Regions from separate parts of the Triticum aestivum genome. Here region 2 is linked to region 1. The links are chromatin contacts, called in public Hi-C maps. All regions are on one chromosome and are shown on one strand. The core of a region is the stretch at or near the end of the contact, and the rest is flanking DNA. Distances in the headings are between cores, read along the strand shown.

Region 1 (2,553 bases), core at 31-2,530:
CAGAGTATCAAAGTGGAAGGAAAAGGAGAAGAAAAATGCTCAGCGCGATTGGTCTCTAGGCGTGTGTCATAGTCATCACGTCGTAGCCACGTAACCTGTTGGTCTCCTGCTGGCCATGCGCGCGCTGCATAGGCGTGGTCAGACGAGTCCGCATGGGGCATGTAGCATGGACGTGGTATTGTTTCCTCCGCGCGCTCGGGCCAGTTTTCTTGCACGCCAACGTTCCACAGACACAGTAGGAGCGCCGGCAAGTCGTGACCACCTGCGTCCCCGTTTTAACCCACGCGTGCTTGATGCTTCCGCGAACACGGCTCTGCATCTGCAGTTCGATCGGGGGCATAAACTATGTCTTGTGAAAATATGGCAAATTTGTGTCGCTGTGGTGACCACGTCCCGGACATGAAATTCTCTGCACGTACTACGTCGTACTAGTAGTACTTAACCGTTGCCGTCAGACCAAATCAAGATAGAGTTCCTTCATTGTCTTACTCCCTCACTTGCCCAAAATCATATGAACATTTCAACTCGTCAAAAAACAAATAAATCTTATGGACGTTGTACGCAAGCATCTGTCTCTGATTCGCCTCAATTCCATCAACTACGTTTAAGTTAGTAGGAAAAAAAAAGCATATGTTGATGAGTTGTGGCGGGCGCCAGCGTCCGTGGCTGCGCTTTCACGCTGACACGTAATTTGTGGAAAGGAGGAAAGAGAGGTGCGGCGGCTACAGACTTGTTGAAGAAATCGGTTTCCGTTGCCCCTGCGTTCCCGTTGTCACAGAAGAAGATCGACCCGGGCCGGGCGGGCCGACGGAGGAATTGATGCTGATGCGATCGCAGTCTGCCGTTTGCTTGCACGGCAACGTCAGTAAGCTGGCGGCCGGGCCACCACCCGTCCGCACCGCCGTCGTCTTCGACGCTCCCTCCCCCCGTTTCGATTGGTCTGTGTCCTTTTTTACGACGCTCGCTCGTACGCTGATTCTCCGGCACTCGATCACCCGAGTTTTATCTGCGCAACAAGAAGATTCCCATCTACCTTCCTCTCTCAACATTGTTGTTGTTGTTGTTCCCATGGATGCATACAAGTCAGATAGACAGAGATTGTTTCTTGCACCCAACCACAAAGCTCGGTGGAATGGAATAATATGCCGATCATGTCGCCGTCGTCCTCGCCACGTCCGGACACCCAATCATGGGCCACTTCGCGCCTTCTGCTTCCACGTCCTCATGTACTACTACTAGTAGCCTTCATCTCTTCATGTGTTGACCGTTGACCCAGCCAAACTGTTCCACGTAGTACGTCGACCTGTGGAAGTAGAAACGTTCTCCAGCTCGTCTTTGCAAGCATTCGCTTCAAATCCAACGCCATCTCCTGCCCTGGCTTCCCATCCGTGAAGCTCCTCCACGAAGTCCAACCAAGGTAAGACGACGGCGCCATGAAGAAGAACCCGCCGAGCATCGAGATCGTCCAGCACCGGGTCGGCGGCGGCCTGGGCAGCGGGGGCGGCGGCTCCATATCCTTCTCCGAGCCGTGGCGGGAGATGACGCCGGGCAGCGGCAGCGGCCACGGCAGCTCGGGCCGGGGCGGCGGCCGGGAGCCTCCCGAGAAGCGCCTCACGCTCTTCGCGCTCCGGCTCGCCGTCCTCGAGAAGGCGGCCAGCGGGCTCGGCAAGCTCGACTTCGCGTGGGCCACCGTCGTGCTGCTCGGCGGCTTCGCCAGCGACCTCAAAATCACCGACTTCTGGTGCATCACCGTCATCCTCGTCAGCGAGGCGGCGCGCGTCTTCAGCCGCAGCCACGAGCTGGAGTGGCAGCACCACGCCACCCTCACCTCCACGGCCGGCAACGCGCTGCGCTCCAGCTCGCGCTTCTTCCGCCGCCTCGCGCACGCCATCGCCGAGCCGCAGACGGCCGCGGCGCTCGGGGACGGCGGCAGCGGCGGCGGCGACGCGCGCGCCAGGGCGGCGCTCTTCCAGCGCCAGATCGTGGCCCTGATGAAGCAGCGCACCTGGCACGCCCCCGACGTGCCGCTGCTCCCCTACACCGGCTGGGTCTTCGTGTCCAAGAAGATCGGCAGGCTGCTCAACTGGCTGCAGGTGCTCTCGGCGCTCGCCTGCGTCGCGCTCTCGGTGACGCGGCTCTGGAATAACCAGGATTTCGACGAGGCCAAGAACATGCGGCCGGCGCTGCTGCTCTTCTACGCCCTGGCGCTGCTGGAGGCGTCGCTCTTCCTGCTGGAGAAGGCCTACTGGACGTGGAAGATGTCCGTCTGCAGGCTGCTCGACCAGGTGAGCGCCGAGTGCGAGCTCGGCCCCTACGGCCTCGTCTCCCTCAAGCGCTTCTTCTACGACGCCTACTCGCAGTGCATCGACGGCAGCATCTTCGACGGCATCAAGATGGACCTCGTCACCTTCGCCGAGGACCTCATCCTCTCCGACTTCCTCGACGAGCAGCTCATCGGCGTCCGCATCCTGCAGCAGCTGACCACCAGCAAGGGCTCCGCGCGCGACACGCTGCGCAAGCTCGGCACCAACCCGCGCTCCATTGAGCGCGCCG
Region 2 (2,553 bases), core at 28-2,527, 260 kb after region 1:
TGACTGCCGCCGTTGCACCGGAGAACATCCACCTCAAGGTTGTCGTCGACGCGCAGCGCGTCGCCTAGCAAATCACCATCGACCTAATACCTCATGCTTGCGAGTAAGTGGTCCATAAGGACCACTACATTGGCGCGAGCGAACCAACCCGGCCGCAGCTGGCGCTTGCGGATGCTGACGTGACCCAGCCTCCCCATCTCGCGTGGGGCAGCGCGCGAGAAGGCGCACGTGGGCGCGACGAAACCCACTACAGAGAGGTGTCCTGGGTCGCACGCGTGGCCCACATGTCATGGACCCCGGAAAGACGGTGGGCTGTCGTGCGCCCGGGCAGATCGAACGGCGCAAAACTCCCCAGGGAGCCAGCGGCACGAGGCAAACGCAAAATGGACGTCGCGGAGGGCACTCTCACGCGGCCAAGCCTTAGGCGGGCACTCAAGCATCCTTCGCCAATCTGCTACGTTTGCGGTGGCCATCTTGTTCATCCTACTTTGCATGCGAGGGACATTTCTTCCATAGCTAGTTGTGACGATGTTAATCATGACCCAAACCAAACGTGTTCTTAATATCTACTACTACTCCCTCCGTCCGAAAATACTTCTCATCAAACTGGATAAAAGGGGATGAATCTAAATATATTTTAGTTTTAGATACATCTCTTTTTATTTATTTTGATGATAAGTATTTCCGGCCAGAGGGAGTACAACTACAAGCGTAACAAAAATATCTTAGAAACTTTTTGTATATACCGACTCAACAAATCTTTCCCCATTCCCACGGCCTTCTCCACGCACACCACCTCTGACGAAATGTTCTCCGTATCAGGAGCCCGCGAATTGCACGCCAAGGAGAGGCGCATATAATGGTAGCTTAGCTCGCCATGGCTATGCATGCCCCACCACAATGACCACATTCCCATCGATCATTCATCACTCCATGTACCAACTCTCACGTAACAACCAGTGAAGGAATCAAGCAAGAGCCGCTAGCTAGCTTGATATTCGTGGACATGGAGGTGGCTTCCAAGCATAAGCTTTCCACTCCCATGCTCTTGCTTCCATGCGCATCCATCCATTTGCTGCGTCCTCGCGTCCGCGTCCAGTCAAAGGCTGTACTCCATTATCACCATCGTGTTCGTGTGTACCTCTGACAGCCAGTGTACGTCCAATTATACGTCGGCAATGATAATGGACATGGACAATGATATATAACCTCTTTTGCTTTCATAACATTGTGTGGTTTTTGCAACACGGCCAGACCATGCACCTAGCTGCCCATTTCTCGCAATATAATGGTCCCATATTTATTGAACGAGGATATGGATTGACCAGTCCGGTTTCCCATAAAAAATGGTCCGGTAATTAATTCCATCCATCTGCCACCTTACTTTACTTCCCTTCTATATATACACCCTCCGTGCTCCGACGTGCCGGAACGGCAACCAGTTCAACCGCGCGCGCGTCCCACCTTCCTACGCACCATCGATCGATAGGTCCTCGGCTCCGGTCGAGCCGACGACGTTAGGCATGGCCTCCGACGGCGATGGCGTCTACGGCGGAGGAGGAGGCTTCTGCAACGGCGACTTCATGGAGCTGCGGCCGGAGAAGGGCGGGGTGCGCGACCTCGTCCACCTCCTCTGGTCGCCCAACGTCGCCGAGAACGACGCCGTGGACTGCCCCGCGGGCACGGAGATCGGGTCGGCGCGGCGGCGGTGGGCCGTCTTCGTGTCGCTGGTGGCGCAGATGCTGCTGCTGTGGGCGAAGCGGCCCGTGGCGCTGCTGGGGCGGGCGGCCGAGTACTGGATGAACCTCCTCAACGAGAACGGCGGCGGCGTCCTCCCGCTCCTCGCCAACGCCCTGCATGGTACGTTCTTCATCAGTCATCGACATCGACCGGTCGTCCCGTGGAAGGACGTGCTCGATCGTATCCAACTGTCTGTTCTCTTGACCGCACGGATTGGTTGCATTTATGGTGCTTTCGCCTTCAACTACTCTGCTCCGCTGGTCTTGTTCCGGAGAGGGTGGATAACTGGACATGAACATTCATTCCCTACCCCGCAAAAAAATAAAAAGAACATTCATTCCCGACCTCGTGCGATCGTATGATGCAGTTCCAATTACCTGCAGTGATGCGATCAACCAACCTACCTAACTTGCATATTAATTTGACGCTACTCCATGCAAATTAAGAAAAGGAATACTGTCTCGATACACCAAGCTAGCTACTAATATCTCCTTGCAGCTTTATGAGTTCATGCTTATTTTAGTACTCTTGGTATATATGGTTACTCGTGGTTTCATTCTGGTTCATGGAGCCGGGGATCACTCCCTATTTTTCTAAAAAGAATAGCTCTTGGTAAGCGGGTGTAAAGTCATACGTAGTTATCAAAACAGAAACTGAGGGAGTATGTTGGATTTTGACATGATGGACGCCGCTAATATATATCTTGTGTGCCGCTGAACCGCTGATTCTTCAACGAACTAAGAACACATATTTTCAGGACTAGTCTTTGACTAGAGACTGCCCACCATAAAAGCAGAAATTACAAGTCGTTTT

The links. A called contact is a pair of places that touch in the nucleus more often than the background predicts.
Region 2: a contact with region 1 is called in a Hi-C map of leaf, with 5 times the contacts expected there. The contact joins the promoter of LOC123138447 here to the promoter of LOC123138445 in region 1. A contact is called at or near these places in 3 of 5 Hi-C or Micro-C datasets (all in leaf) and 1 of 1 datasets of contacts at active chromatin or transcription factors (leaf).

What each region holds. Positions count from the first base shown.
Region 1 is chr6B:642,215,279-642,217,831 of IWGSC CS RefSeq v2.1, forward strand. LOC123138445 reads left to right here and starts at 1,281. Exons shown (of 2, transcript XM_044558422.1): 1 at 1,281-2,553. The coding sequence starts at 1,434.
Region 2 is chr6B:642,477,159-642,479,711 of IWGSC CS RefSeq v2.1, forward strand. LOC123138447 (triacylglycerol lipase OBL1) reads left to right here and starts at 1,278. Exons shown (of 4, transcript XM_044558424.1): 1 at 1,278-1,860. The coding sequence starts at 1,524.